5 separate regions of the Mus musculus genome follow, and all the other regions are linked to region 1. Evidence: chromatin contacts called from public Hi-C, HiChIP or PLAC-seq and promoter capture Hi-C data. All regions are on one chromosome and are shown on one strand. The core of a region is the stretch at or near the end of the contact, and the rest is flanking DNA. Distances in the headings are between cores, read along the strand shown. Region 1 holds the start of Dnajb2 (DnaJ heat shock protein family (Hsp40) member B2). Region 2 overlaps Wnt10a (wingless-type MMTV integration site family, member 10A). Region 3 holds the start of Slc4a3 (solute carrier family 4 (anion exchanger), member 3). Region 4 holds the start of Stk11ip (serine/threonine kinase 11 interacting protein). Region 5 overlaps Nhej1 (non-homologous end joining factor 1).

The links. A called contact is a pair of places that touch in the nucleus more often than the background predicts. HiChIP or PLAC-seq counts read pairs in DNA pulled down with a chosen protein or histone mark. Capture Hi-C pulls out chosen DNA fragments and counts their contacts.
Region 2: a Hi-C map of CD8 T cells shows a contact between it and region 1, with 2.2 times the contacts expected there. The contact joins the enhancer-like site here to the promoter of Dnajb2 in region 1. A contact is called at or near these places in 2 of 39 promoter capture datasets (embryonic stem cells and pre-B cells), 2 of 484 Hi-C or Micro-C datasets (CD4 T cells and CD8 T cells), 3 of 115 datasets of contacts at active chromatin or transcription factors (embryonic stem cells, memory CD8 T cells and pancreatic cancer cells) and 3 of 9 other capture datasets (adipose tissue, liver and macrophages).
Region 3: a contact with region 1 is called in an H3K4me3 HiChIP or PLAC-seq map of embryonic stem cells, with 12 read pairs. The contact joins the promoter of Slc4a3 here to the promoter of Dnajb2 in region 1. A contact is called at or near these places in 3 of 39 promoter capture datasets (hippocampal neurons, pre-B cells and stem cell-derived epiblast-like cells), 2 of 484 Hi-C or Micro-C datasets (embryonic stem cells and uterus), 2 of 115 datasets of contacts at active chromatin or transcription factors (embryonic stem cells and pancreatic cancer cells) and 1 of 9 other capture datasets (adipose tissue).
Region 4: a promoter capture Hi-C map of liver shows a contact between it and region 1. The contact joins the promoter of Stk11ip here to the promoter of Dnajb2 in region 1. A contact is called at or near these places in 5 of 484 Hi-C or Micro-C datasets (CD4 T cells, CD8 T cells, memory CD8 T cells and 2 more), 8 of 115 datasets of contacts at active chromatin or transcription factors (double positive thymocytes, embryonic stem cells, extraembryonic endoderm stem cells and 5 more) and 4 of 9 other capture datasets (adipose tissue, embryonic stem cells, liver and 1 more).
Region 5: a contact with region 1 is called in an H3K27ac HiChIP or PLAC-seq map of extraembryonic endoderm stem cells. The contact joins the enhancer-like site here to the promoter of Dnajb2 in region 1. A contact is called at or near these places in 5 of 115 datasets of contacts at active chromatin or transcription factors (astrocytes, bone marrow-derived macrophages, differentiating embryonic stem cells and 2 more) and 1 of 9 other capture datasets (adipose tissue).

Annotation. Positions count from the first base shown.
Region 1 is chr1:75,232,677-75,238,947 of GRCm38.p6, reverse strand. It overlaps Dnajb2 (DnaJ heat shock protein family (Hsp40) member B2), which reads right to left and starts at 2,525. Exons shown (of 9, transcript NM_001159883.1): 1 at 2,359-2,525; 2 at 2,000-2,096; 3 at 1,384-1,493. The coding sequence starts at 2,064.
Region 2 is chr1:74,803,089-74,809,359 of GRCm38.p6, reverse strand. Wnt10a (wingless-type MMTV integration site family, member 10A) reads right to left here. Exons shown (of 4, transcript NM_009518.2): 4 at 5,184-6,237. The coding sequence ends at 5,740. Among named protein-coding and RNA genes, the nearest start is that of n-TGgcc3, 11 kb to the left of the region's middle. Within about 2 kb of position 2,604, at least 125 of the 459 cell types and tissues checked have an H3K27ac peak or open chromatin away from gene starts, as enhancers often do. A contact at or near this core is called in CD8 T cells and memory CD8 T cells, where this site is marked.
Region 3 is chr1:75,543,234-75,549,504 of GRCm38.p6, reverse strand. Slc4a3 (solute carrier family 4 (anion exchanger), member 3) reads right to left here and starts at 3,043. Exons shown (of 23, transcript NM_001357150.1): 1 at 2,892-3,043; 2 at 2,584-2,733; 3 at 2,107-2,272; 4 at 1,284-1,561; 5 at 1,074-1,189; 6 at 440-636. The coding sequence starts at 2,634.
Region 4 is chr1:75,519,171-75,525,441 of GRCm38.p6, reverse strand. Stk11ip (serine/threonine kinase 11 interacting protein) reads right to left here and starts at 3,913. Exons shown (of 25, transcript NM_027886.3): 1 at 3,800-3,913; 2 at 3,593-3,678; 3 at 554-759; 4 at 280-354; 5 at 1-23. The coding sequence starts at 3,653.
Region 5 is chr1:74,968,133-74,974,403 of GRCm38.p6, reverse strand. It overlaps Nhej1 (non-homologous end joining factor 1), which reads left to right. Exons shown (of 9, transcript NM_029342.4): 7 at 5,492-5,609; 8 at 6,129-6,235. Among named protein-coding and RNA genes, the nearest start is that of Ihh, 20 kb to the right of the region's middle. Within about 2 kb of position 2,568, at least 30 of the 459 cell types and tissues checked have an H3K27ac peak or open chromatin away from gene starts, as enhancers often do. A contact at or near this core is called in differentiating embryonic stem cells and extraembryonic endoderm stem cells, where this site is marked.

The DNA of each region.
Region 1 (6,271 bases), core at 1,276-3,775:
ACAAGTAAATAAATGTCAGCTAATTATACCATATTCTTATTAATAGGCTTATCCTAACCAAGCCACTTCCACAGAGACTAGCTAGGACCACAACAAGAGCATGCGCCACCCTTCCCTGGTACAGCAGTTCTCCTTTGGAATCCTCTTCTCGGTGTGTAACCTGCCTCTGCACATACCTGACTCCTGTCGGTCTTCCCTAACCAGAATACGATAGACCACGGGACGAGGACGGGGCCTGCTTGCCCTCCACTGTCTCCCTAGTACCCGGAAATACCTGGCACAGTAATTTTAGGAGATATTTTCTGGGATCATTTGTGGGGTTTGGTTTTGGTGTTTTGAGACAGGGTCTCATCCTGTATCCAGGCTGTCTTCAACCTCTCTGCAATCACCTTACCTCAGCCTCCTCAGTGCTGAGGTGACAAGTGTGAACCACCACCCACATCATCTCAGAAATACATTTTAAAAGATACTGTTAGCCGGGCGTGGTGGCGCACGCCTTTAATCCCAGCACTTGGGAGACAGAGGCAGGCAGATTTCTGAGTTCGAGGCCAACCTGGTCTACAAAGTGAGCTCCAGGATAGCCAGGACTATACGGAGAAACCCTGTCTCAAAAAAAAAAAAAAAAGATACTATTCATGTAGCCCAGGATGGTCATGAGTTTGATATGTGGCCAAGGAAGACCTTGAACTTTCGATCCTCCTGCCTCCATCTTGTGTCGCTAGGATTACAGGCATGCGCCACCACGCCAAGTTTATGCGGGGCTAGGGATCATACATAGGGCCTTGTGTATGTTACCAAAGCACTCTACTGACAAAGTTACAGCCTCAACTAGTGGTTGTTGTTTTGAAGTTTGTTTACTTATTGAAACAGGACCTTTGACCTTAAAATCCTCCTGCATTACCTTACCTCCTGAGTGCTGGAATTATAGCCATGTCTAGTCAGACTGTTTTCTAAATGAATGAATAAATGAATGAGTGAATGACCTGGGTCTGGAATCATGGCTTGACAGTAGAAAACTTGCTTTAGCATGTGCAATGCCCTAGGCATACTCAAGCACAGAGGAAAAAAAAAAATCACCCATCAGACCTGGATTCATATTCTGGCTCAAGAAATGGGCAAATTATTTCATCTCTCTCAGCCTCAGTTTACTAGCCTACAAAATGGGGGTGATAAGCTGGCCTGGCAGGAAAGCTATGACCTTCCCCGATCAGGACCCAAATTGCTCTTCAGACCCTGCTAGACAGACATAACATGGAGGCGATTAAACACTATCTAAAATAAAATCATGGAGGAGACGGGATGGAGGCGTGGCTTTAGGAAGGAGTACCAAGAATGAATGGAAGCAGGGGGACATGCCGGTCCCTGCAGGACCCCAAGCCTTACTGTCAGATAGTACTTCATAGGCCTCTGCCACCTCCTTAAATTTTTTTTCAGCAAATTCTTTATTATCCGGGTTCTTGTCTGGGTGCCACTGCAGAGCCTTCTTTCGGTACCTGCAGGAAGTGAGTGCAGAGGGAGGGTCAGGAGACTGATGTAGGCTTTGCCCACCGACTACCCTTTTTGCTTAGTCCAACACCCTTTCACTGCCCCGATCCCAGAATACCTCACGACTGCAGCCTGTATTCAGGGGTTTCTCTCCCTGTGGTGTGCCAGGGATATGAGTAAAAAGGAAAGTCCCTGCCATAAGCCCTTTCTTGGGGTTCTTTTGATAGAGCTATCTATAGCCACAGGGAGAGTGGAGACACTGTCCTGTCTCATAGCCTGGGCATTTTAGCACTGCAACCTGGGCAAGCCCACATGTAGGAGCTGGAGGAGAGGGGAGCTGGGTGTATAGAGGACGCTAAAGAAGGTCAGCTCTTCTTCCCTGGCTGGACTTGGTCTTCGTACTTTCCCAAGGGTCTCCTTCCTCCCTTCAGCCAGACCTCTAAAGGGCCCCTGGCACTCAGGGGGGCGGGGAACAAGGGTCAGAGCCTTTCTGTAACACAGCCGAGGCACTTACGCCTTCTTGATGTCATCAGGGGACGCACTCCGCGGTACGTCTAGAATCTCGTAGTAGGATGCCATGGCAACTCAGCGTCAGACGTCCCTCCTCCAGGCTGCGGGAGAGAAGGGGTCAGGCCGACAGAGGCACCGCAGCTCCGTGCGGCCGCAACCCCGGGCAGGCAGGCGACACTTCGAGGTGGAATCGGGCCGGGGAGCCACGCCTGCGGCCAGTGACTAGGCTCCTTCGCAGCCTTTATCTGGTCCCGCAGGCCGGTGCCCAGGGCTATCTCACGGCAGGAGTGGGGAGCCCTACCCGAACCCCCTAAGTCTAGTAACCCGATCTGAACCCCCAACCTGACCCAGCTGGGACCGCACCTCCTCTGCCGGGAGTCCCGCCCCTGCCCCCCGCAGGGGAACCGCCTAGCACCCGCTGCCCGGCTCGCGGCCACTGCGTACGACACGCCAGGCTGGGTTGTGTGCGCAAGCATGCGTCAGCGCCCTGGAAACTACTAGAGACTCAGAGGGCCGGCTCGGCCGGTCACACGAGGGGGCGGGGGCGGGGGGGGCGGGGGCGCTGCAGGGGCTGCTGGGAGATGAGGGCGGAGCCGTTTATTTTAGTTTTTCACCCAGGCGACGTCATTCCCAGGTGGGACTTAGGAGGCTGAAGTCGGCTATATCTTTCCAGCTATGACGCAGTCTCTCAAACACAGGCAGAGGGGCGGTCCGCAAGCTAGGTGCGGGTCCCCTGTCCTGTCGCTGGCCTCTAAAAGTGCTTCACGATCCCTGAGTACTTCCCCCAGGCCATCACCTCCAAGACTCACCGAGTCTCCTCTGGGCCTAACCCTTCTTCATAGCTTAGCTCCAGTGCTAAGTCTTCAAAAGAGGCTGCCCTGGCTCCCCTGAGTAGGTCAGACCTGCTTTTTATAGAGTCTCGTGGCATTTTCTTCTCCACACTGTCAGAGCCACAAATTAACATTTATTTGATGATCATCTATCTCCCCCAGTAGAATGTAAATTATACAAGGTAAGAATTGTGTCCTCCTTCGTTCGTCATCCCCTTAGTCTTTAGTCAGAATTGAAACGTATCAGTTGGACAGCCGAATAACACTTGGAAGACTTTTAACATTTTTGACCTAGAAAGGGTGAGGTAGAAGAGCCTAGTATGAGGAAATTAGTAGACTCAACGTTTCTCTTCCACAGCTGATCGTAAGTAGATCTATTTAGCCTCAGAATGATTTCTGGATTCAGATCTCAGGAAAAGGGAACCTTCCAGAAGTGGGTCTTGTTTTATTCCATCTGGCCAATTCCTAGACATTAGTGTACTGTTTTCTTAGTAGATGCTGCCAGAAGGTACTAAGAATGTAAAGCTATGGGGATAGCTTAGGGGTAGAGTGCTTGCCCAGCAGCCGCCAGACCTTACTTAGCCTCAATTCCCAGCACTGGGGGAGGGATAAAAAATGGCATGGGATGTCACACACACACACACACACACACACACACACACACACACACAGCCTATCAGCAGAACCCACTGGGAAACTCAGAACTCTGAGAGCAGGGAGACCTGGCCTTGCAACCGGATGCTGCTGTGTGACTTGGGAACATCCAAGGCCTGTTTTCCCCCTTAAGTATAGGTAACACCTAGAGTTGTTAGAAGTCAAATGAAGCATGGTTTATGGAAGCTGTTATTAGCATAATGCTTTCTGGTGTCACACATGACCCAAGCAGGAATGGTTGTATGAGTCCAGTCAGTGTTTCAGGACAGGTGACCTGGGGACATCTCATCAAAGCAACAGCTTGAGCACCAACCAAGGGAAGGCTGCCGTCATTTTGTCCCCTTTTCCTGTCTCCCCACCTTCTGAACTCCTGCCTACATCTAGAGACTTCCTACCTACACTTGGGGAATTTTGGTTGTTTCAGCCTTAATAAGAGATGAAGTATCTACCACAGAACTTTGAGGCTCTTGCTTCCCTGATCTAAGGGTGCAGGCACAAGATGAGTTCTGCCAATGAGAAGTCACGACTAAGTGGGACTTCAAATCTGAATAGAGAAAGAGAGATGAAGGTGAAGGTGGCTAAGAATTTGCTTCTGTGTAGTGCAGGTTGCTGTGGGTCCTTCAGCGGCCTCTTGTGCCTGGAGGAGGAAGTGTCTGTCCCCGTGCTGAGGACAGATGATCACTGTCGGGAGGGAGGGGACAGAGCTGCCAGACCTCCTTTGTCACTGCTGTTTGAGGTTTGGCTGCCAGCCCTGCATTGACTGAATCGATGCGAGTTCCATACGTTGCTAATTTGAGGGTGATTTAGTGGCGGGAAATGGTTGATTTAGTTTAGTTTTGCTTTGCTTTGCTTTATTTTGTTTTGTTTTGTTGGTGGTTTAATTTTCTTGGTTAGCTTCTGCTGATTGCAATCGAATTCTGACTGACCCAAGGACCAAGAAGTACTTATATTTGGTTTAAACAAATCAAGAGTAAGTAAATTACTCCAAAATCTTCCAAGTTTTTGCTATTTTTCTCTTTCTCTCATCTCAACACACAGCAGGCTAGCACCTACCAGGAATGTGATATTAAGAAAAGCCAGGCTGGAGAGATGGCTCAGTGGTTAAGAGCACTGACTGTTCTTCCAGAGGTTCTGAGTTCAATTCCCCCACAGGGTGGCTCGCAACCATCTGTAATGGGATCCAATGCCCTCCCTGGTGTGTCTGGAGACAGCTACAGTGTACTCAGAAACATTAAAAAAAAAAAAAAGGATAGAATAGAAAAGCCAGGACTGGTGAGATGGCTCCTCTGATCGCCACTTGGATGCTATGTATGACTCAGGTGTGTGCATACAATAAACATTGCACCTGCACTATAGTCTAAATCCGAGGTGTAGTCTCAACCTTTGGAAGGCTGAGGAGGGAGAGCTACTTCAGGTTCAAGGCCAGTCTAAATAGTGTCAGCTCAGCCCGGACTGCAGAGTGAGGACCTGTCTACACAAAGAAACAAAGAATGCAGGAGGCTGAGACCAAAGGGTCAAAATTAGAGGGCAGCCTGAGCTATGTAACCAATACTTAGAACTTGACAGGATATAAATGAATGCATGGAACATACCTAGCAGAAGCAGATAAAGGCTTACTTTTCTTCATTCACAAAGGAAGTCAAAAGAATTTGCAAAACAAACTTCTTTTTAAAAATTTTAATACTGCCAGGTGAATGTACTTCCAGGACTCAGTATAATTTTTATAAACCCATTCTTGGGGGAGGGGAGGCATGGTCCGAGAATGGAGTCATGTGAGGAGATTTCTTAGTGCTTGTGACCTCAGTGTCCTCAAAACATGAGATTATTCTTGGACTATGCTATTGTTCCCCTCTCGGGTGTAGCAAGGAGGAGTGAGGTTACTTCAGATTTTTACTTCAGATTATTTGTTACAATTGCCCATTACCCGTTTATGTGCTTCTGTGGAAAAACACGTTTTCTGTCAAGTGTGAATTGTCTACTCCCTGTGTCCTGCCTTGTGATTGTACACTTTACCCATGAGACTTCTCTTAGCCCTCAGAGTATAAATTGATGCTCTGGATAAAGAGTTGGCTGTTGCGTGAGACTTTACTCTGCCTTATTTATCGACTCATTCTCCCAGGTCCCACCACCTCTAGCGTGGTAGTGGGGAATGTTGAGACAAGGCTTCATCTAGCCAGCCTGGCCTACAAAGCAAGAACTACGCAGTCACTGACTCAGGGCTACACAGAGAAACCCTGTCTTGAAAACAAACAAACAACAAAAAAACCACAAATGAATAAACAGTGGAAATTATGTTAAAAAATAAAGAGGGACTGGAGAGATATGTGGTTCAGAGCCTGCAGAGCTTTTACAGTGGATATGTTTGGATCCCAGTATCCACACTAGGTAGCACCCAAATACAGCCTTCTGCAAACCCAGCCTCAGGAGATCTGATGCCCTCTTCTGACCTCCGTGGGCACCGGTATGCATAGATACACACAGAGACACATACAAACACACATTGCTTTTAAAGTAAATCTTGTTTTATTTTGTTTGGTTTTTGCATCACGTTTCTCCGTATAGCCCCGTCTATCCTGGAACTAACTCTGTAGAATTTAGCGATCCACCTGCCTCTTGAGTGTTAGATTTAGTCACATACCACCGTGCCAGGCTTTTAAAAAATAAGTCTTTGGGCTGGAGAGATGGCTCAGTGGTTAAGAGCACTGACTGCTCTTCCAAAGGTCCTGAGTTCAGTTCCCAGCAACCACATGGTGGCTCACACCCATCCGTAGTGAGATCTGGCGCCCTCTTCT
Region 2 (6,271 bases), core at 1,355-3,854, 430 kb after region 1:
TGCGTGTATGTATTTTTTTTTTTTAGGGCTGACCAGAAGTAATAACACAGTGTGGAGCTGGTGGTTAGGAGCAAGAGCTTCTCTTCCAAGATCTGGGCTTAGGTCCAGCACTCACGTTGCTGCAGTTAACAGCTGCCTCCGACTCCAGTTTCAGGGGACCGACGCCCTCTTCTGGCCTCTGTGGGCCATTACACATACAGTTGTTATACACCTCTGTTTTTTAAAATAAGGTTCTCTATGTAGCCTTGGCTGGGCTAGAACTAGATATTTAGACTAGGCTAGCCGCAAACACATAGATATCTAACTGCCTCCTTCTCGAGAGTGTTTTAAACCTTTTCAAAAAAAAATAGTGTGATGCCCACTTTTGGACCAAAATATTCACGTATGGAATCATTACGATGACAAAGTCAAATAGGCTCATTTTAAACAAATGAAAACTGCTGATAGACGGTGAACAAATTTTAAACCACCTATAATCCCTCAACCGAAATAATTCAGCTCTTGGATGCCTGTCCGATTTCTTACATTAAAGGGAGACCCTGTCTCGTGCTATTTTTTGTTAAGGTACCCTTCCCCAGTGTAGAGCAAATACTAAATTACTGAATCAGCCGCTAAATAGACTTCAACTACTTCATTTAAAGGACAGAGCAAGGAATTCCATTGAACAAATATGCCGTTAAATTTAGGACTTTTACAGTAAGCTCGGGAAGGCTGGGGGTGGGGAGTAATCGTGGGGCGTGGAAAGACAGGTCTCACATCCTGAAGTCAGAGCTTGCCACCTTGTGAGGTTCAGAGAAGCTAGGTCACTGGGCTGGGTTTTAGGCACACACACAGGCAGAACAGAGGGTCAGTGAGATCGTGTCGGGCAGAAAGCAAAGAGCCTGCATGGCAGGATTTTTGGAGCGACGCGAGTCAGAATGTGTTGGGTTTCCAGCAGGCAAAGGAATGAGTGGAATCCGAGACCCATGCATCATGAGCAGAAACCCTGGACACTGCGCAGAAGCGCACAGCACAGGCCCGAAAGCTGATGCTTCTCCAATCCTCACCAACAGAGGGCGCCATGTCCTCAGTAGTTTATGGTGGGCGGTTCCCAGCTGCCAACCAGATGTGAGAAGCTGGACTGCGGGAGGCGCGAAGCTTTACTGGAGCCCCTGCAGACTAGCCCGCGGGATAGAGAGAGAAAGAACGGCAGGGGACAGGGTGGTGGCAGAACGCTCCAATGGATTCTATGCATACTCCCTGATTGTTTTCCTTTGCTGGACAGAAAGAGGGAACCCTTATGCCCAAAGAGGGCGCCGTTTTGTGTCTTCCACAAAACATCAGTTACAAGCTGGCGGCTGCCCTGTGGTTGGCTCAGCAAAACCAAGCTGGGTCCATTGGTCAGGGCGTGGGGCCAGGAGAGACCCACGCGGCAGCCTGCGGTGGAAAAGAGAATAGGCCGCAGGGGCCTTGAACTTTTTGAGTACACACAGCCTTGGATCCCAGACGTTGCAACACACACACACACGCACACGTGCGCGCGCGGGTGTAGCCTGACGTTTCAGATGAGGACCCTGGGGTCAAGGACACCCCCAGGATCTCATCCTCTTGATGTGCCTGCTGTTCCCTACTCCCAGGATTCCCGGGGTCTCCAAGACAACCCTGCTGTGCAAAGCTGTAATTGGCAGCGGACTGGGCCAGGCGGAGGCTGGGCGGGTGGCACAGAGGCGGGCGGGGGGCTTAATTGCAGGGCAATGGCTAGAAGTCTGGGCTTCAGTGCTACTGGGAGTGGAGTGGGACAGGTCTCTTAGCTCCACAGGCCCGACCAGGAATAGCCAAGTGGGGTTTGGTTGATTATTGGAAGCTCCTTCCTTGGAAACAGAGGCCTCGGGGCTTTGAACCCCAAGAAGGGTTCAACAGCAGGAGGAGGACACCTCAGAAGAGCTGGAGTAGGGGAGAGGACAGATTCCAAACTCCCCACCCCAACCTCAGAAACCCTGGTTCATCTTGTCCGAGACTCCTCCCTTGTTCTGACCATCCTCTGCTCCCCTTTCTGCCGCCCCCGTCACCCCCCTTCTCATGTCCCCAGGGCGCTCCCACCCTGGGGAAGAATGTGCCCTTCTGGCTCACCCTTGCCATGGTAACGGCACACCCCCACCCCCGCGCACCACAGCAGCGGGGCCTGGCCCTGCGGGCGGCGTGTAAAGGCAAGGGGGGGGGGGAGGACACACATCTCCCAGGCCCGCGGACACACCTCGGCTGCCCTGGTTGCCACGGCAACCGGGGGCGTTGCGGAGTGCGCAGTCTCGAAACAGCAAAGGATTCTCTCCGGTACCCCTTACTCTTCTAATTCGCTCTGGACAGGATCCAGAGAGGGATTCTGGGGTGCCCCAGGTTCTGTCCTCAAGCAACTCAAGCCTTTTCAGAAAGAAAAGGCAGTCTAAGGGCCCCAGAGAACCTAGCACCTGAACAGGGATCTCCCTGTCGCCAGCCTGTCCCCCTCCCCCAGCAGAACCCAAGGCGGGCGCTGACAGCAGGAAGCTGGGAAGGACCGGGAGGTACGCAGGCCCCACAGTGGAGCTGTGATTACAGGGACCTGTCCCTCCCGCCCCCGGCTCCCACTCTCATTAAGTCATTTTTTCCCCTGTTGGAAAGTCCCCGTGCCTTGAGCACAAGGGATGGGGCGACCGCAGGCAGCTGCCGGCAACCACATGAGAGGGGGGGTGGGAAGGGAGGAGGGGGGCTGCGATTGGAGCCTGGCCACTCTCCAGGGTGGAAGGCCCCCTACCGGAGGCGAGCTGGGGGAGCATTAATTCAGAGAAAGATAGAAGGACCTCCGGAATGATGGCCTTGACCTTGCTTCTCGCCCAGGAACTCTACAGCTGGCAAGCCTACCACTGAATGCCCTGCCCCTTTAAGCCCCCTGGCGGCTGGAAAGCCAGATGCCTGGGTCCTCATCCCATTCCAGCCGTTTCTCCCTGACCTCTAACCCCAGCACTGCGTCCATCAGTACATGGCCCCATTTGCTGTTAGTTCCTACCTCCCTCCTTTCCCGACATTAGACCTCAGTTCTGCCTTTGAAAAAAATAATCTAATGTCCCTCGGGTCGAAAGTGCACAGGAACCAGGGAGGTCTTTTCTTCCTTGGAAGGATCCCTGGTCACTTTCTGTTCCCATTCCAATTTTCATGGCGGGTGACTTCCGAGCTCTCCAGCCCACCTTCGCCCTAAACTTGCATTAAATTCATGATCCCATTGTTGTTTCCGACCAGTAGGTTGTTCCCGCTGTAGGCTCCAGCCAGTGTGCCTAAGCACAGCACCCACCCTCCCACCTGCATCATCTTTTCCTTCTTGTAAGGCCTCCCATAGACCACTCTGCTATTATGGGGCCCAGCCTTGTGGTCCAGATCAGGGAGGCTGTGTGGTGGTGGCTTAGGGAAACAATAACTTTGTCCCTTTCCCAACTTTACAGGTCACACTAGCATATATCAGACCACTGATTCTGACCACTGGAGTCCCATTGAGGCTCAGTGTCCAGTCCCCTGCCCCCACTCCACCCTAGGTAGCATATTCGGCAGTGTGCAATTTCCTCCTTATTCCCAAACTCCATCCTATAACTCACTTCCCCAAGCTCTGAAAGGCAGAGGAGGTCAAAGCTAATGCAGTAGTGAGTGCTGCTAGGGGCGGGGCTCTCCTTTTACCCTCCAATCCCCCAGCATACCTCTTCCTCCCTAGGATGGGAGGGAAGAAGGGGGGAACCCGGCCCCTAGAGTTCTCTCCAGGATGAACAAGAGGAAAGGAATGAGGCAGGTGTGTCTGTCTGTTCCTGCCTACCCCTCCTCCCTCCCCTCGGAGACTCTCACCCACCTGCCTGTGGGACTGTTTGGGGGGTGGGGTGGGGAGACAAACCCAAGTCTCTACTGAGGTGACAGAACTGGAGAGAGCCCTACACCTTGGGCTTGCCCAGGGGCTACTAAAATGCCACAGTCACCCAGCAGGGAGCTGAGAGCAAGTGGGTCCAGTCTTCCATCTGGAGAGCAAACAGAGATGTATGGTTTCAGAGTCACCCCCTCAAGGGATAGGAGCAAGGAAACGTTGGGTGGGGGTTGGGTCTCTGTGCAAACTGGCCTTTGGAACAAGACTCGGTCTGAGCTTGGTTTATCAAGATGGATGCCACTAGGCGATACATGGAGACATCTATTAAGTGAAGGAGCTGAGCAATAGGCCTGGATGAGGTAGATAAACCTGTGTAAATCAGATCCTGGGGGCTCTGTTCTAGAAAGTCATCAGGCTTGAACCACAGGGAATACAAGCGTCCTAGTAGAAACATAAGAACCTAAGATGGTGGGGGGGGGGGTGTTCACCTGCTAACTGACATCTTCAGCTGAGGCTCTGGGGGAATGAGGGGCTCAGGATGGCTTCCTATGCACCCCTAGCTTTCCTGCCTAGACTCCAGAGCCCAGCTCCAGACGGTGAGTCTGCCACCACCCTATTCCCAGCCGCACCTCCTGGCCCCACCTGCTCCCTGGGGCGCTGGCTGGGTTGAGCTGAGTCTTGCCCGGGATTGCTTCCCTCAGAGTGCCTCCTGTCTCTGCCATCGGTTGCTGCTGGGCACAGCCACTCGTCCTGGCTTGTGGCAAAGGGCTCAGGTACAAAGTGGGCGGTTAGAATTCTGGCACTGAGGACTCTGGATCTCTGGGTCCTTCTAGACATCCCTACTGCTGTCATCCAAGCTCAGGCCTCAGCTAGGTATTAGCCGTGGTCCCCATAACCATAACGTTCTTTCTGACTATCATCCTTTTGGCCAGACCCCCACTCGTGTGGGAACCAGAGCACAACTGGTGTCTGCTTAAGAGTCTCTGCAGATTCCTCTTTAATAAAACCCAGTTCTTATGGCTACCCCATCCTCTGGTCGCTCTGATCAGCCCTTGAGTTTTATACTCCAAACACAGAAGCTGCTCTGCTGATCCTTCAGCAAGTGTAGGTCTCTCTCCCCTCAGAGTTATGGGTCTGGAAAGCCCTTCCCCACCTCCCTATGGCTCTCTCTCACCCTGCAGGTCACAGCTTGTCTATCACAATTCAGAAGTCTTCCTGGCTGACAGTTTTAGCGGGAAGGGGGAAGGGCTCTATTTCCCACAAATCAAAGTATACAAGGGGTCCTGATTAATTTTCCCCATAACCCATAACATTGCCTGGAATAACCTTGTTTGTGTGTTTACTGGTTTATTGTCCATGTCCCTTAATCAGCCTGTAGACTCCGGAGCTTCTTTTTCCCCAGAGAGTGTCTCAAAGAGAGCGCAAAAATAAATATCTGTTAAGTGAAAGACAGGAGCAGAGGTCTGGAGCCCTTAGAGTCACTTCAGCCCGATGACGGCCATTTCTGCCTTTTAGTTTTCTTCCCCGGTGCCCATCAGCTTCAGTGCATTGCCTATCACTCCTGGGGAAGGGAAGAAGAGATGACAGGAGGTAGGCATGCCAGGCTGGGCTGCTTTGGTGACCTGTCCTAGGGTGTGGAACAGTCTCCACTATCACCCCCAGCTGTCTGAGCTAGGAACAGAAAGAGGGGAACCTACAGAGGTGAGCGGAGGAATGTCAATCAGATCTGGACTGTCTGGTGATTGTAGACCCTCGGGGCTGTAAGAGCCAACCACCTCTCTCAGGAGCCAAGGCTGCTGCTTGCTGCCTGGCTCAGATCCGCTAGCGGCAGAAGCCAGGCACCAAGAGGACAACCATTCTTGAGACCCAGAGGAGCTTGGGTCTGCTCACTTGCAGACGCTGACCCACTCGGTGATGCGGCATTCTTCGCAGACCACGAAGCAGCACCAGTGGAACCGGCAGTGGCAGCGCTCGCTGCGCGTCTGGCGCAGAATGTTGTGGCCGCGGCCACAGCACATGCTGCCGCAGCCATCGGGACCCGTGCTGCTCTTATTGCACAGGCGGCCCACAGTGCCTGCCGAGTCCAGGCGCGGCTCGCGCTCACAGAAGTCGGGAGATTTCTCAAAGTAGACCAGGTCGGAGTGGCTGGCCCTGCGGCGCAGCCCTGGAGTGCCCGGTGCTGGCGAGGGTGCTCCCGCGGGGCCGGGCTCCAGCTGGCCACCGTTGCGGTTGTGCGGCCGGATGAGCGTGGCGCGGTGGAAGCGGTTGCGCAGCAGCGCCCCTACTGTGCGGAACTCAGGCGTCACCTGCCAGCAGGTCTTGAGCTGGCAGCTGCCTGAGGTGCCGTGGCATTTGCACTTACGCCGCATGTTCTCCATCACCGCCTGCAGAGGGAGGCACGGAGAGAGATGAGGAAGG
Region 3 (6,271 bases), core at 1,794-4,293, 310 kb before region 1:
CAGGAGACCAGCGATGCCCCTTGCCTGGGCACAGAGCCCCGTGGGTGATGACAGGTGGCACCAAAACCAGGCACTGATAAGATGGAAGGAATGTGCCGAGATCACAGCCAGGCCAGGGCAAGGGTGGTAGGAAGGAGTGAGGGCAGCTGCAGGCCTGGCTTGGGAAGAGGTGAGGCCAGGAATGGCAGCTCAGCCCTCAGCCTCCAGGCAGGTGGGTTAACATGGCGTTTACAAAGGAAGAGATCTCAGGAGAGCCTTCCTCCAAGGGGGTCGATTTATGCAATAGGTGACTCAGAGAGCACTCCCGAGTGACACTAAGGAAAACAGCTCTGGAAGAGCGGTGGCTTAGTCAGATGAAGCTCTCTCTGCCACGGGGCTACTATGGAAAGGACTAGGTGGGGACACCCTCTTCAAGGTCCCGCCACGGGGTCTCACTCACTCTTCATGTCGTCCAGATCGGCAGAACCCAACATTTGAGCCTCCGCCTCGTCAGTGGGCACCCGCTGCTCTGGCCCAGGGTTGCCCAGGGCACTGCCTGGGCACAATCGCTCCCGCAGGTCATAGCTGGCTGATGGACTCCAGGGCCGGCTCTTCTCTGTGGAGATTCGGGAAGCCCGGGCCCGGGGACTGGGGGAGCTGAGGAAGTTATGAGGCTTTAGGTTTGATGGAGAGAGGCAAGGAGCTGCTGAACTAATGAGCTCTTATACACGCCCCCCTCCCCAGCCTCGAGAACAAGAGTGAATACAGAGGCCTCCTTTCCCAGCATGCTCATTCCTTCCCACTCGCTGGCTCAGCTTGTCTACCTGTACCCCTCTCTCTTCACCAACACCTCAGGCCTAGAGGACTCTTGGCCTCTTGGCTCTACTCTCTCTTCTCCCCTCTTGCTCCCTCCTCCCACTTGTAAACCATGGAGTCGGATGAGACTCTCCTCACTCTCTCGGCTTTCCGGGTCATACCTACAGACACTACTCAGGGTTAGGAATCAGGCAAGTGTCAGGGACTTGGGCCACCTGCTCTGGATTGCAGTGGGTTCTGCTCAGTGAGGGCTGGGTCCAGGGAGCTGGGACTAGTACCTGCCGGAGCGCTGGGGGCTCTGGTCAGACTGCAGGCCCACAGAAGGCAAGGCCTTGGCACAGGGAGCCTTGACAGGAAGGCCTGGGCTGTCATCTTCATCACTTCCAATGGAGAACTGTGGACATACATGGACAGACTCATCACTCAGGAGCCACCTCGGTCACATCAGGTCTTGACCAGCCAGCCCTCTGTCCATGAGGAGACCCTACCTTTGCTTTCTGTGGGGGACCTGGGGGTAGAGGCTCCACAGGCTCTGCCTCAGACTCTCCCTCTTCTTCCTCTTCTTCCTCCTCCTCCTCTTCTGCTCCAGCTCCCCCCTCCTCCTGGATAGGGGGTGTCCCTTCTGATGGGGGAGCAGAGGTTTTCTCTTTCTTCCTCTTCCTCCTGGTGTGCCGAGCAGAGGTGGGGGGCGGTCGCCGAAGCTTGTGGGGTGGAGGCAGGCGGGCTGAGAGCGGGTGATGGGTGTGGTGGGATGTGTGCCGGTGAACTGGAGGTGCAGGAGAGTGGGTTGAGACCCCTGAAGCAGAGTGGGGCTTCCCCCACAAGGAGTTCACACCTTATTCTAGCGTGAGATCTAAAACAAAGGCACCCCCAGTCTTTCTTCTAGAGCCAGGACACCCCTCCCAACTATGCATCCCTGCTCCTGTCATTGGTGAGGCCAGGTGGAGTGGGGACAAGAGTGACATAGAGAGAAAGTCGCAAAGGGGAGTCGGGAGATGTGGTACCGAAGAAAGAGAGAAGCTGAGGGAAGACACATCAGGAAACACAGTGGGGCAGAGGGTGAGTGGGACCCAGTGCACGATGAAGGTCACTGAGAGAGACCTCAGGCGCATCTCCCCTACATCTCCCCTGACAGGTGAACAAGGTGATGATGGTATGAGAGGCAGGATGACTTAACATGGCATGGTGGCCCAGCACAGCGTCCAGCACAGGATGACACTGAGTGATCAAGCCGGAGGTGAGCGCAGTAATGGTGGCGATGAAGGTGATGGTGGTGAAGGCTGGGGTGCTAGGGGTCCCCAGGCTACCCACACTCAAAGTCCCGCTCGCTGTAGCTGCGGCTAGGCTTCTCGGGGTCCCAGGCCGGGGTCTTGCTGATGAGGTCCCCAAACCTGCTCACAGCCAAGGTCTTGCCCAAGTCATCATCTTCCTCTTCTACATCTGGACCCAGAGGGGGCTCCTCCAAGGGCACCCGGACCTGCAGGCCAGATAGCCTCTCCTAAGGACCCCTAGTTCATGAACACTCCCCACCCAACCCCAACTCCATACTTCAAGGGCCTTCCCAACACCTTCACCCTTGCCTGCATCAACATCCCCAAAACACCCTCTGAGGGCTTCCCCCCAGGTTGTGGGAGCACCAGCCACAAGTGCATGAAATACCGAAGACCCCCTATTCCTCTACACTACCAATACAGCTCTACATCTGGATCTGGTGGTCCCAGGGTCATCCAGAGGACACCCCGCCCATCCTGCCCCTCCTCCCCCACCCCACCCCCACGCATCAGTCACCTGGGGTAGGGGGGAGGCGCCCCCGGGCGGCGGGATCACCCCATTAGCCATGGCAGGGCTGAAGACTGAAGACTTAGGAGTCTCTCAATCACTATGGGACCCAAACCCTGGGTGAGAAGAAGGGGGCGCTGCAGAGACCTCTTGGGGAGCCTTGAGGAAGGAGGGCGGGGTCAGAAATTGCGCTGGTGGGCCCCCTCCGGGGTGCTCCATCCCGGTGCCCAGCCCGCTCTCCCTTCCGAGGCCCAACCCGGTCCATGTTAGTCCGCTGTCCCTACCCGGCCCGGCGCCCACGCCTTGCCCTTAAGTACCTCCGGGCTCCGGAACCTGCGGGGCTTGGGAGAGCCGCCGCGCCCCATGTCCCTCCCCGCAAGCTCCGGGGCGCGGCTGCCGGGTTCCCGTCCGGCCTCTCGCCGCGCAGAGCCCGGCCAGGCGGACGCAGGCGCCGGAGCCTGCAGTCCACGGCTCCACCTCCTAGCGCTCGGCTGTGCCAGCCCGCCGCCGCCCGGCCGCACAATGGGAGTGGACGATCCCTGACTTACCCCGACCAGGCCAGCGTGGGCCCCGCGCTCGGGTCCCCGCAGGATCCCACCTGCCCGCAAGACCCCTCTCCAGGCGCCCCACGCATTGCGGGGGGGGGGGAGGAGGGGCGGGTGCACGGCCCTAAATTCCCACAATCCCTCAAACACACTCCTCCACCTTGCTTTTAGCCACCCCTCCCTTTCCCTCAGGAGCCCTGGAGGAGACCCTCTTCGCACATACAAGCCTCTCCAGCTTGGACACGAGATCAGAGACCCCTGAAAGCCATTGCCCTCAACACCTCCAGCCTCAGCTCAACTGATGCCCTTCAAAGGCTGGCTTCTGGCGCTGGGCGCCACCCACCATTTGACCTTGGCACATTATCTACCCATCAGTAGCCAGAGGCAGCTGAAACAGGGGCATTCCAATTGGGCCAACCACTCTAAAATCCTGTGGCTAAGCTCTCACTGTTCCTCCACCCGAATCCCGCCCCTGCTCCTCCAACCGTGGAGGACCTATCTCACTTTCCAAGGTCAGAGAGATGTTCGCAAAGGGCACCTGGACACCCCCACCCCCCACCCCCAGTGTTCTCTGAGTCTCTGAAACTGGGCATCTAGAATAACCCATGCTCATAAAAGCCCTGAATGACAGTCCGTTTAAGCCAGACCCCTACACCTTAGAACAAACAAAGGGAGAAGAACTGGGGGTCAGCAGAAGGTGGGGTGGGAAGGAGGGGAGAGAAGCATGTACAAAGTAGAAGCTGCTCTGACCCCTGCGCTGCGAGATCTCAGCCCTACCCAAGGGAAGAGTGTACACACAGAGCCCTGGGGATTGCTTGAAGCAGCTGGTCGCATCCCATCTACAATCAGTTCAAACAGTTCAGGATCCCCAGGCCAGAGAAATGATCCTGCCACAACTAAGATGGATCTTCTGAGAGCTGGGCATGGAGGTACCCGGCTTTAATTCCATCGCTTAAAAGGCTGAGAGCCTGGCAGTGGTGGCACACGCCTTTAATATCCACACTTTGGAGGCAGAGGCAGGCGGATTTCTGAGTTCGAGGCCAGCCTGGTCTACAGAGTGAGTTCCAGGACAGCCAGGGCTACACAGAGAAACCCTGTCTCGAAAAACAAAAACAAACGAAAAAGGCTGAGTAGTCTCTAGGGGTTCAAGGCAAAACCTGGTCTACACACTGAGTTCCAGCCAGCCAGCGCTACATATTAAAACCCTGTCTCAAAAAACAACAACAAAACCCTATCAACGGAACAAACAAAAAGCCAGTTTATCCATATCAATCCAGAGAATCCCAGATAGGCATGGCCCACCTCTGAGGTGATTCTAGATGTCATCACGTTGACAATTTACACTAACCATCCTAGGGAAGTATTATTCCTTTGTCTGAGAACATGGGGATGCAGGAAGGCGTGATCCCCCATAGAGGTTCACCTAGGAAGAAGGTTACCCACAAGTTTGGGCATCCTTGGTGGATTGCAGATGATGGCTGTCTGAGCCCCGGCCATTTATTCCAGACTTCTCACAGTCATCCGTGTTTACAAAGATGTCAGCACTGGGTGTCAGCTATGCAGAAACAGGACATGTGAGTTGCTTTCCTAAAGCCAAGCCCATGACGCCCATGGGCTGGCGTTGAATTGTGTCCCCTGAAACTCACATGCGAATTCTCAACGTCCATGACCTCAGAATGAGCCCTTATTTGGAAATAAGACCATTGTAGTTGTTAAGGGCATCCTGGAGTGGGGTGCTCTCCTTTCTTATCCGATATGGTGTGTCTATAAAAAGGGGAGATTTGGACACAGACACACATGGAAAGAACACTGTGTGAAGACTGGCGGCATGCCACCACAAGCCAAGGAAACTCCAAAACACGGAGAGGCCTGGAACAGGTCCTTCCTGTGCATCTTCAGAAAGAACTGGTGTCTGCAGATACTTGACTTCAGACACTGTGAAGCTGTTCTCTCTGTTACCCTTCATTGCAGCAGCCGCAGTGAAGTAACCTGTTGCCCCTGTCCTTCACCCTGAGCCAGCTAACTTGGCCTTAGGATTTTTTAAAAGATTTGTTTGTTTGTTTGTTTGTTTGTTATAAGTACACTGTAACTGCCTTCAGACACACCAGAGGAGGGCATCAGATCCCATTACAGATGGTTGTGAGCCACCATGTGGTTGCTGGGAATTGAACTCATGACCTCTGGAAGAGCAGTCAGTGCTCTTAACCACTGAACCATCTCTCTAGCCCCGGCCTTAAGTCTTAATGGAGCCATCCCTTGTTGGGAATACCCTAGGAGGATCCCTTTCGCCTTCCTTCTGTCCTCTACATCTTAGTGCTGGACCCTCCCCCACAGCCTGGAAAACCATCAGGGAGTCTTATCTCAAGACAGCCTGAGAAGTTTTTGTCAACCTGGGAGCCCTAGGGTGCTGGGTTACATAACACACAACTTGTCCCTTAGAGATCCCAATCCAGAATGGATGTTGCACATGGATTCTCCTCTCACTTAGAAGGGAACACCAAACTAGTCCCTTGGAGACCCTCATCCCACCTGGAGTCAGGAACTTCAGCCTCGACTCCACAAGCATCTCACTTTTATCATCCATGTCTCTGGAATAATGAGGTAAATCGTCCCCCTGGGAGGGTTTTTAGAAGCCCACGTTCCTCTCTCATTCTGCGGCAGGGTGGGCAGGTGGTGTTGGCTCGCCTATCACTTGCTTCCTGTTAGCTCGTTCTATTCGATGTATTATGTATTCCTTCATTACGCCTGCAGCTCTCCCAGCATTCTGCCTCCAGCATACCTGTACCTGCCAGTCACCCATTGGGAGTTCTGATAGGGACTTTATTACTGTGACAAGGATGACCCATGCATGCATCATGGATGGCCACTTTGGTGTTTGTTGGCCACCACTTCCAAAGCCTATGTATGCTTAAATGCTGACAGAAATGGTGACAGCAAAGACAGACAAAACCAGTGACAGACAGGTTCAAAACAAGAGCTACCCCACTCACTCTCCCTCATAATGAAGTCTGATTTGGACTTCTCACCTGCATGTTGATACTCCAGAGTGACTTCTTGATACATGTAATGCCACCACAACCCATGTCCTCTGTCCAGGGAGCAAGATCCATTTTGGCATCCAGAGTTGGCTAGAGATACAAGTACAATTTTCA
Region 4 (6,271 bases), core at 2,664-5,163, 290 kb before region 1:
CTGTGGATAGGGACTCCTCGAAGCTAAGAAGAAAAGGAGGGAGGCAAGCAAAGCTTCAAAGATGGCAAAGGCCTCATCCCTAACTTCTGATGGGGAGGAGGGAAACCATCCAAAGCCCAGCTACAGGTAAGGAAGGAAGTTTTAATGGAAAACATCACTGAGGAGCAATGGGACATTCAGACACCACCTCCCACCAAAAGAGGCCATCTCTCTGTCCTCAGCCCAAGAGGCTCCTTCGCAACAGTTTCTGCCCACCTATACGTTCTAACACTCCCTCACCTCCAGCTGCCGTAGGGACTTGAAGGGGAAAATCTTGATAGGCCCTGGAAGGCCAACACCAGGGATATGGACCAGCTGAAAAAGGAACATTCAGGTTAGCGAGGCAGGGCAGCCTCCCCTGCTTCTGCGCCACTTCCTCAGCATAAGCACCAGCAGGCATCACTGACATCATCTGGCTCTCAGCCTCAGAGCCCTCTCACACCCCATCCCAAGCCCTGCCTTCATCACTCCCTAGGGCTCTCTGCGCATCCTGTCCCCATGCCCCTCCTGGGACCTTGAGTGACAGTGTTTTCTGCAGCACATCGAAGAGGAACTGAAGCTGGAGGATGACGGGTGAGTCTGCAGGGTGGGAGGGAAGAGCCACAAAGCCTGTCTGGCCTGGGCCCCATGGCCCCAGGTACAGTTCAAACACTCTGTTCAGCTGCTGCAGTGTGGCTGTCAGCAGGCTCAGTGTGCTACAGCCAGAGAGAACCGCATCGCCTGCAGGAAGAAGGACAAACGGGGACGAGGACAAAATGAAAGGTCTTTCCTTCTGGGCCCCCAAAATGCACCCACTCTCCTCTGTACTTGAGATATTCCACTGAGAGATCAAACTGTCTACCTCCTCCCCAGCTCAAACATCTTCTACAGTTCCCCCATTTAAACAAGCAACCGAGCAAAAATCCTAGCCTTTCAGCCTGATACCAGAAATTTGTTTTACTATAAGACTCCCAGAGACTTTTCCAAATGCTTTTGCTTTCTACTCTGTAGAAAGTAGCCTAGGGTCGGGCGTGGTGGTGCACGCCTTTAATCCCAGCACTTGGGAGGCAGAGGCAGGCGGATCTCTGAGTTCGAGGCCAGCCTGGTCTACAGAGTGAGTTCCAGGACAGCCAGGGCTACACAGAGAAACCCTGTCTCGAAAGAAAAAAAAAAAAAGAAAGAAAGAAAGAAGCCTAGGCTACTTACAGAGTTGGAAACATAGCCCACTTGGCTCACAGCTCTCTCTCATCATGATACATCCCTTTCTACTGCCAAGGTGGAGACCAACTTCACCCAGCAAGCCTTCGCAAAGCAATACCTCTGGGGGCTGTGCAGATGACTCAATAAAGGTCCAGCTGAAAAAGCTGGTGAATCTGAAGCTGACCTCCACCGCCCACATAGTGGTGGGAACTGACGAGGCAGTCACAGAAAGATCCCTGAGGCTCACTGGTTAGCCAGCCTACTTAATCAGCAAGCCCCAGGTCTCAGTGGAGACCCCTGCTCAGAGAACAAGGAAGACAGCTTCTGAAACATGAGGCCCCTAGCTGTCCTCTGGCCTTGACCCAAAGATGCTCTCCACACACAAAATAAAAATATTTAAAGAAATAACACCCCTGCGCTTCCACACTGCAACCACCCACTTTACACAAAGGCCGACTGTATTTGATCTTTCTGTCTTTTTCTGGTTGCAAGAATGACATGCACATTTATAGAAATTCTCAAACAATATTGAAATGCATGTCGTTGTCCATTACAGCACTTCTATAAAGCTGTTGTACCTAATAAGACTATCAGCCCTGTGAGGTCGTCTTTCAGATATATTCCCCACTTAGCACTCTATCAGGAAAGTACAGTTATAATAACTGTGGACATTTTTTTAATATATTCTGAAACCAGGTGTGGTGGTGCACACCTTTAATCCCAGAATGTGAGAGACAGAGGCAGGTGAATCTCTGTGAATTCCAGACCAGTGCAACAAAGTGAGGCCCTGTCTCAGGGGGATGGGGGGAGAAAAATCAAGAAGTCAAAGAATATTGCAGAAGTCAGGTGGAGGAACATCATATGCCTATATATAATTCCATAGGATGAGTCACTAAAGCAGAAAGATCATAATTTCAAGGCTGGCTTGGGATACCAAGAAATAGCAGAGATCTCCCACACCCTTCACTCAGCTTCCCCCAAATTGACTTACAGAATTATAGTACAATTATCAAAACCAGGAAATTAGGTGTTGATAAAATATAGTGTCAGTTCTATTCTGTTAGTGTAGATTATGACAACCACCACCATAATCAAGACACAAAGTGATTCCATCCCCACAATCATATATGAACTCTACGATTCCGAGCCTGGGAGCCAAGTCAGATCTTTGCTGAATAATAAATCTTACAGCCTTACAAAGAGATTTTTCTATGTACTAGACACTGAGTATAGACATGCACATAATTCAAGGTGTCCCCTGGAAGTCTAGAAAAGGCACAGCATGGGAGTAATTATTAACACAAACCAGAAAATGAACTGCCATCAAGAGACTCCAAGGATGCCATGGTGGGAGTATATAGATATGGAGCACTAATGCCATCGAGGTCACACATTCCAAATGACAGCTGCTTCATCTAGATCTCATCCTTATCTCCTAAAGACATCCATTAACCCCACCTTACAGATAGGAAAGCCGGGGCTCAAAGAAGAATCTCTCCTTTCTGTGTGTGTGGGGAGGATGCTAGGGATTATAAGTCAAAGTTTTGTACATGCTAAACATATGCTCTGCTACTGAACTATATCCCCAGCTCTCAAAGAATCATGATTGTGATCATTTAGCTGATGATGGCAACCACATAACAAACAACATAGTGCCAGGCGTGGTGGCACATGCCTTTAATCCCAGCACTTGGGAGGCAGAGGCAGGCGGATTTCTGAGTTCGAGGCCAGCCTGGTCTACAAAGTGAGTTCCAGGACAGCCAGGACTACACAGAGAAACCCTGTCTCAAAAAAAAAAAAAAAACAAAACAAAAAAACAAAACAAAACAAAAAAAAAAACAAAAACCAAACAACACAGTGATCTTTGCCATGCCCAGGCACTGGGGCAGCAACTATAGTAACACTATCTTTTGAACACTTATTATGCATGCATGCACTGCACTAAATAAGCTAACTAAAATCCCGCTATCTTTTGCGTTCAATACAATCCCTATGCTAACCTATCTGAGAAGAATACTGAGGGTCTAAAAACTTATCCAAGTCTGATAGAGGGTTGGGACTAACCTATGTGGGTCTCCAAATCTCTGGTGTCTAAGGTGCTTATACTTGGCTTTCGGTACAAGTGATTATGTTCTTGTCTGCAAGTGTTTAATCTATTAATGATCCCTTTCCTCTGGAGAGTTAAGTGCTATGAGAGATGGATAGAGTTTAGACTGTCAAAGGCATGACTGTAAACAACGCGTCACAAGGAACACACCCAGAAGACGCCGGCACCTCGTGACCCCGCCGGCAATGACTCGGTGATTCCCGGCGTTTCTGGACAGTATCGAACACACCTAGAACTCCCAACCAAATAAGCCAGAAGTCCACTCACCCGACTCCCGCAAAAGTCCCGCCAGCTTCCACACTACTGAATCCCGCGGAGCGGTCGTCATAGCCACGGGACGCTGGGGGCGGAGCCTGGGGAAAGGGGAAGCGGAAGAGCCTCAGGTGGGCAACAAAAGCCCAGAGCTTTCGTGCAAATGGAGGCGTCGCGCAATGTAAAAAGTAAGCATCAGCTAAAAAGAACGATCTCTCTGACCCCTTTTCCAAAAAGCATTGGGCCTCGGGAGCCCATGGGCCCGCGTAATTCGCACTCCAATCACTTTGGCAGCCGGGCTCTTTTAGGGCAGGAAGTCCCGCCCCGGAAGGCAAAGGACCTACCGGAAAGCATGCCTTCGCTACCGGAAGCCACGCCCTGGGCGAGCCGATGTGTCAGTAGGACGGAACTAGCCGGGATTAAGCCCCTAACGGGGCCCCAGGTCTAGCTCGGCTCTGGGTGGCCCCTTCGGCAGAGAGAGAAACCTGACTCTTGTTTGCAGACTGGGCGGGGAAGCAGAGCTTGGAGAAATGGGATCTTGTATTAGAAGGAAAAGAACTCATCCAAAACAAATACTGATCTTCCAGTTACATAGCTGTCCTGTCCTTGCGAAGTTCTTTTATATCAGCCAGAAGGGCTAAGGCTGGCAGGGATGCCACTCTCAAACCCCCTTTGCTGTCATAGTCCTCAGTCTCTAGACTTATTTTTCCTTAGGGTTTAGCACACTCTCAAATTGGTCCCTGGTCTCTGATTTCAGAGCTCTGGAAGCAGAGGCAGGAGGGTCTCAGTGAGTTCAAGACCAGCCAGCTCTAAATAGTGAGTTCCAGGCTAGCCAGGGCTGCATAGTGGGATCCTATCTCAAAAACAAAAATTAGTCACTGGTAATGACCTGAACCTGTATTTGTTTTGTTTTGTTTTTAACTGTATTTACAGCTCAGTACACCTAACTAAAAGTGGTTTTCCTAAATTTGAAAATAAAATATATCAATAATTAACAAAAGCAAGACTGTTGAGTTTTCTACTTCCAAATTGGCACTGTAGCTTTTTTTTTTTTTTTCAAGATAGGGTTTCTCTGTGTAGCCCTGGCTGCCCTGAAACTCTGTAAACCAGGCTGCCTCTGCCTCCCAAGTGCTGGGATTAAAGGCGTGCGCCGCCACCACCACCCAGCACCACTGTAGTTTTTACCCTGGCTCTTGGTCTGGCAGTTGACATCAACTTCTGGTCTACATTATGAAAACATTTCTTAGGATGGAGTGACTAGCTAGGCTTGGGAGGGGAATGTCTTTTATGAAACAATCCTTTCTAACACAAGAAAGTTAAACATGAAGTGTAGGACTGAAGAGATGGCTCAGTGAATTAGAGCACTGGCTAGGCTTCCAGAGGACATGGGTTCAAGTCCCAGTACCCACATGGCGGCCCACAGCCATCTGTAACTCCAGTTCCAGGTGGTTGTACAATCTCTTCTCATCTCCATGGGCACAGCACATGCATGGTGTAGAGGCATTCAGGCAAAACATTCATACATGCAAGTGTTTGCTTTTAATGAAAAATCTAAAGAGTAGAGTTGGAGTCAGTCAGTTTTAGAGGTGGTGGAAGGCTTCTCTAGCCTGAACAAACTTCCTATATACCGTCTCATGGATCTGGGACATTTTGTGCAATTGATAATCCATTACATAGCAACTGTCAGTCCTTGTTTATCGATCACCTGAAGCTGGCCATGGGGGAGGAGCCATAACAATCAAGTCAACTGTATCAAGCCAAATTCTCATAGGCAGAAAAAGAAACAAAAAACAAAAACTCATTCTTTTGATATCCTGATGTGGTGCCTTGAAACCTTTGCTTTTTGGCCTGGCTTCCGTGGTCCACAGTTATTGTGTGAAAATCCTCCATTCACATGGGTAGCCCCTCTCTCTACTCAGGTTTGTCCTACACTACCGAGCTTCCAGATAAGTGAACGAGAGAAAAATCAAAGAAAACAAAACTGTATTGGGGAGGGGAAAGCTAAGCTAAAGAAGCAGCAAGAGAGTAAACAGCCGAGGCCTGTCCTCCTCCCTGAGAGGCCCACTCCCCTTTCTGTCCTTGGCTTGCAGGCAAGGCCTTGGCTGCCTTCCAAAGAAGTCTCTCTCTCTTTTTCTCCCTCTCTTGCCTAAGTTACATTCTTCTGTAAATTGCTACTTATAAAATTTCTTTTAATCAAAGGGAAAAAGAAAATCCTGTGTCACCAAAGCTACAAAAACAAGTGCACACGCTTTGAGCGTGCACCAGATCCATAGAAGAAAGCAAGAACTGGACCTTCTGGTGACCTGGCCAGTGACAACAAATCATGCTTTGGATGAGACCAATTAGGATTGTAACGGTGTCAGTTCAGTACAGGTTGGATCCCAGTCCCAACACATCTTAGAAACGGACAAGTTGATTCTAAAATTTATCTAGGAGACTAAATACATACAGGGCCAAGAAACTTTGAGAGGAAATAATTGAAAACAAAATTTAAGAGACACTAATAGGGGCCTTGCCCTACCAGGCAGCAGAGTGTCCTCCAAAGTCACAGTGACCAAAGCCTGATAATAGCAAAGAGATAAACAATAGATCGACCGAACACAGAGCAGAATAATTACTAACTCAACAGTCCTGGGGGAAGTGCCTGTCCATCTGGAAAAAGCCAATTACTCTCCTTGCATTCTGCACATGAGG
Region 5 (6,271 bases), core at 1,319-3,818, 260 kb after region 1:
TGAAATTAACTTTGTGTTACTGTCCTTGACCTCTGTTTAGAACTATATCACAGGGCTGGAGAGATGGCTGTGCACTTAACAGAGCTTTCTGCTCTTCCAGAGAACTGAGTTCAGTCAGCTATCTGTAACTCACCTCTAGGGGAGTCTGACACCCATGCACAGAGATAGGTAGATAGATAGATAGATAGATAGATAGATAGATAGATAGATAGATGGTAGGTAGATAAATGATAGATAGATAGTAGGTAGATAGATAGTTGAAAGAGTACATAGCATTCTTGTCCCATCTACAATACCTTGATTAGGATATTTTATTTCATGGGCTCTTTTCTTATCCCATGACTATGACTTTGTGTGTGTGTGTGTGTGTGTGTGTGTGAGAGAGAGAGAGAGAGAGAGAGAGAGAGAGAGAGCCCTTAGCATGCCACACTTGCACCATGGCACACCCACGTAGAAGTCCGAGGACAACTTGTGGGAGCTGCTTATTTCCTTCTACCATGTAGGTCCTGGGTATTGAACTCAGGACATTAGGCTTGGAGGCCTTTATCCGACGGAGCCATCTTGCCAGCCCCTAAGAGTATGGAAGAGTCTTCTCCCTAATGTGTAAGCCTCCAGAGGGCAGCACCTGCTCAGTCCTGAGCTCCTTGGTGTTTCGTAGACTTGAGGAGGCTCTTTAGATGCGCCCTAAATCATCTGTGTTGTTCCCACTTACTTATTTGGCAAACCCTTTGGCAGTTAAGGCCTTAGAGGAAAACTCTACTGCTGTTTCTTATCTCTAAGAGAAGCTAATTGAGAGAGTCACCAGGAGTCCCAGGATGGAGCTGTGGGCACTCTAGGGAGAAAGCAGAGTTTGCCACAGTGCAGGAGGGAGGTGAGAACTTCTTACCTTTAAGGAAATCTCATGTTGGAGGTCTGACCTTGATGGCTGTGACTGGGTGAGGGTTAGTCCCTGGGCCTTGGAACGATGCTAGCTCTGAGACAAATGCCAGAAGTAACCCAAAGGAGGATGCTGAAGGGTTCTGGTTAGCTTGCTTCCCCTGGTCTTGAAATAGCTGTTAAATCTATCCTCAGACAAGCACAAGTCCATAGAGGAGCTGTCTATCAGTGTGAGCTTTTCTCGGGATTCTAAAGCTTCCTTTTCTGGAATATCTCAGAAGAAAGAATGAGTGAGCAGACCACATACCTCTAGTTGAAAGTGCGCATTGAGTTCTTGCTAACAAATCCCCTGGGATTCCTTGAATTTCTGCACTGTGGGTGTGTGTTTTGGATTTGATCAAGTGGCAAAGACTGCATAAGAAGGTGGTGAGTTTGGGCCCTAGGAGCAAAGATGGGCTATAACAAGGGCGGCCGGAGGGTGGGGGTGGGGAAGAGACATCTTATGGTTCTTTCATTTTGGTTTTCACTAAGTTTCTTACATTGTGTAAGCAGGAACCAGAGCCCTAGTGAATTGTATCGGAGGGTAAACGTTTGTTGGCTATGGAAGGATTGATTATACAGTGGCTAATGTAAGGTTATATAGTGGCTGATGCAAAAGTCATACAGTTGCTGATGGGAGTTATACAGTGGCTCATAGAGGGCTATACAGTGGCCAATGAGAGGGTTATATAGAGGCTGATGGGTTATACGGTGCTGATGGGGGTTATACATTGGTGATGGGGGTTATGTAGTGGTGAGGAGAGGGTTGTACAGTGGCAATGAGAAGTTTTACAGTAGTGATAGGGGTTATACAGTGGCAAAGGGAGGGTTGTACATTGGCAGGTGGGGGTTCTACATTGGTGATGGGCGGCTATACAGTGCTTGTGACTATTGATGTCAATGATGAAGAAGGACTAGGAGTGAAGTAAATATAATGAAGAGTTCTGAGTCCACATTGTTTCAGTATTATTTGGGGGCCAAGGAAGCCTTGGCAAGCACTATCAAGTAGAGAAAGTCAGTTATGAAACACAAGGAAATCTCCATGATGTGACCCTAATTCAGAAAGAATTAGGGTTGCAATCCAGTGGGTGTGTGTTTAGCTTTCTCGTTGCACTCTGCATGACACAGCCCACTTGTTCACACTTTTGTGCCACACATATTCCCATGGTGCTCAGAGTCTGACTGTGTAAGGTCACCACTTTTGAGGCTTTTTCAGGAAGCTCAGTTGGAAGCCCTGTCTTCTCTGGGTTCCTGTCACCATTGGCTTATAATTCTGTTACAGCAGATCACTTGCCACACAAAACAAAACTGTAAGTGTATGCCTGTCACACACATGCAAATGTGAGTTTTCAGAGGTTAGCTTTCACTGATGGCTGGTCAATGTTTCACTCAGATCTGTTCTCAGGAGGGCAGGCCTGAGGTGTCCACCCGCTGCACCTCCTCCTATAGTGCCTGCTATCTATAATCCCAGCCCACCCACCCCCAAGGGGGTGGGGGTGAGGCTTGAATTGTCTCTGGGCTAATCAGATGGATGGTCATGCTGTAGGCTCACCTGACTCTTCTTGCCCTGCCTGCCGTTGTGGTCAGTGACCCGCTCTATGCTGGTACATGGTGCTCCTGGCTAGGCATACTTACAGCAGGAGACACTATTTACTTTGCTTAGTTCCACTCCAGCATTCTTGCTTTGATCTCTGTGGCTGCCCCACCTCACCCCTGCCATTGTCCTGCCCTGGGAGCTCATGCTGTTCCTTCCGTAGCTCAGGTGGCCATACAGCTCTCTTCCCTGGCCATTCTGGGAGCATGTGCAGGGATGAGTCCTTAAGGGCTCCAGTCTGTACCAGTTGTTGCTTCCCCCCACCCCCACATTCAGTTGCTTTCTTTTTATCTGTTCTGTTTTCTTGTCACCTTAGTGATAACCGATAAACTATGATGTAAGAGATTGTAGATTGTGAACCTGGTAAGGGCTAGATTTCATTTTGACTAATTCTGCTGTACAGAGAAGCAAATATGTAGTGGTTTTATGTTTATTTCCTAAAGGCAGACTGCTTAGAATTTAACTCTGTTTTTCTGCTTACTAGTTGAGACTGACTACTCAGCCAAATGTGTCCTAGTGCCTGCCATGTTCATTCAGTCACAAACTGTTGAGTCCCTAACGGTCAAGGAGCTATTCTAGGTGACAGGAAAGTGGTAATGAAGAAGAGGGAGGAATGGGTTAATATTTAAAATACTTAGAGCAGTGCACAAAGTAGGCAGTTAGTAAATGATGCTGCTAGTATTTTTCTGAGACTAGACCTGTGAGTGGGATAGCCATTGGCAACTATGGGGCCAGTCTCTGAGAAGGAGAACAGAGGAAAGACCAAGGGTAGGTTTCTAGACTTGGATTAAGGTTCAGAGTAGCTGTGGCTCGAATCCCTTCTTACTTCTTGTACTTCATTTCAGAGTTAAGTGTGCTGGATAAAAGCCAAACCTAGAGAATCAGTTTGTTTTGTTCCATATGAAGGTAGGAGTCAGTGACATGGACTGCCTGGACTCACCTGCCCAGCCTACTTATGCAGGCAGTGCTGTGCCTACCGAGTCATATGTGGGTGACTAGAGCAGGCATACATTTCAGAGGAAAGATCCCAGACACTGAAGGAGAAAAGCTTTTGGTCTCTCTGCTGCCAGGGCTTGCTGCCCAACTAGAAGAGGGCTGTCTTTTAGAAGAAGTGGCCTATGGAGTAGAGAGCTGAACCTAGTAAAGAGAAGTAGGATAGAGGTGCCAGGGCCCACTGCTTACCTTTGGTTTCAGTCCCTTCCTCAGGGAGTGTAGTTGAAGATGGCTGGTATGATAACTCATGGGGATTACTGCTGGAGGCAAAGTTTAGACTCTAGGCTCCCTGATTCATTGTCTGTAGTTTCCAGTGAAAGTCCAAGCCTTATTAAAACCTGAGTTATATTGCAATAAAATGAAAGAAAGTCCAAGCCTGAGGTAGTCTTTATGAGGTGAGGTTAGAGGAAGATGAATGTTTATTATCCCCTGTTAGGTCAACAGATTCTTCAACCTCTGCCCTACTCGAGGGAGACTAACTGTAATCCTGGTGGCCCAGCACCCAATCCACTACTTCTTATGAGTTCTCTATTCCAATCTTTCCCCACAGTGGTTTTCAGAAACAGTATTAGGCTGAGGATATAGCTTAGTGGTAGAGCATCCACCTAGCATGTATGAAGCCTTGGGTTTGATGCCCAGCATTGTAAAGAAAAGAGTCTTTATAGCATAGGAGAGGTGCCCTTGACATGAGATATGTATGGACTAAGAATTTTAGGGTTGGTTCTCATGTAAGCTGGCCTGACTACTCACATGGGCCTGCTTATTTGGCTGGGAACTATCATTGTTGCTATGCTTAGGGGCAGGTGAAGTACTTTCTGGGCTCATTCCAGGACCCTGAAGTACAGCTAGATTTGGGACACCATACTCTTGTCACATTTTTTATTGTATTTAGTTCAGTCTTCAGCCATTCTTTCATCTCAGTTCAGCTGGAAGGAGAATTAGGCGAAGCGTGTTGCCATGAGTGTGCACTGTCCAGTCCATCACAAAGCTGAGAGCAGTTCCTCAGCTTTCATTCCATCATCATCTCCTTAAGGAGTCATTCAACTTTTTTCTACTCACCCCCTCTCAGGAAATTATAATTCCACAGATAGCAAAAGTCTGCTTTTGGAGCCTTAGGATGGCTCAGTAGATAAAGGTGCTGGCTGTGAAGTTTTATGACCTGAGTTCCACCCCAGAACCCACGTGATGGGAGGAGAGAACTATGGTGTGTGTGCTGACTGCTGCATATGTGTCTGTATATGTGCATGCCTACATAAATGAATGAATGAATGAATGCAAAAATAGCATCTGTGTGCTGTATGTGTCTGTATGTTATTGTTCTGTAGAAGAGGAACTTTTCTCACCCCTGGGAGAAGTACCACCCCACTGAAGAGCACGTGGAGCACACTAAAGCACAGCTGGATTGCAGTCCAGTATGGAAGCTGGCAGACGGGTCTCCAAGCTCTGCTGGCTCTGACTAGCATCACGTCATCATAAATTTTTCTTCTTTTTTACTCTGTTGCTCCTTTTGTCCCTTTCCCCATCTTGGATTTCATTCTTCTGTGGAAGTTGAGGAGTAAACTTGGTTAAGATGGCAACGCATACAGCCCAGGGACACTTAGGGCAGATAGTGTCTTGGATGTGGTAGTGTTCCTGAGAGATAGATGCTAGGCAAGTGCTCTGTGAATGCACTGGACTGCCAACCCAGAAAGATAGTGTCCCAAAACAGCCCCGGGAGAGGTCATCTCTTAGGAAGAAAGAGGCAGAGACACGTGGAGAATTCGCAGGAAGCAGAAACGGAGAGAGATGGCAGCGTGGCCTTTCAGAGGAAAGCATGCAGGAAGCCTCTGGGCTGGCAGTGGCAGCAGGCTTTCAAATGAAGGCCCTGTGTTGGATGATACTAATTCATCCAGATTTGTTTGTGGTTAATGGCAGGCCTGTCAGTGGGATATCAACTTTCTTTTCTCTACATCTCCAGGCAGACCAATGACAGTGTTCTCTTTCCTGTAGAAATTGCCAGAGGCGTGTGCTGTTGGTGATGGAAAGCCATTTGCCATGAGTCTGCAGAGTCTGTATGTGGCAGTTACAAAACAGCAGATCCAAGCAAGGCAGGCACATAAAGACTCTGGTGAGTGTTCCCAGTCACAGCTATGTCTGCTCAGCACTTAAGTCTGTGCTGTCTGATTAGTAGTTCTAACCATGTGATCTATTTACATTTCAATGAATAAAAACTAAATACATTTTAAAATTAATTTCCTGTATACTTTAGCCACTTAGCAAGTGCTCAGTAGCCATGTGGCCAGTGCAGATGCAGGACACTTATCTTACCATAGAATATTCTCATTACTAGCACTGGCCCAGGTGCAAGAGACTAGTGGGAAGATTAAGTCTCCTGACTGAGAGAATCAGGACATGTTCAGAGATTTGACCACCTCTTGTGAGTCAAGGAAACTCAACCTACGTGCTGAAAGCAGGCTTGGAAGTTTTCATAGGAACAGGGTTTACTCAATGTCAGCTAAAAGCTGGCTCCCTCCATCTGTTAATATATTAATAGCAAACTCTGCCCTTTGTCCGCTGAATGCTTGGTGGATGCTTCTCTTCTGAGACTGGGCATCTCTCTGCCTTTAGTTGATCTTTCTGATTTCAGGAGAGACTCAGGCATCAAGCAGCACCTCCCCTCGAGGAACTGATAACCAGCCAGAAGAGCCGGTCTCCCTCTCTTCCACCCTCTCAGAGCCTGAATATGAGCCTGTGGTGAGTCACACATGAGCAGCTTCCTGGGTGGCCGGC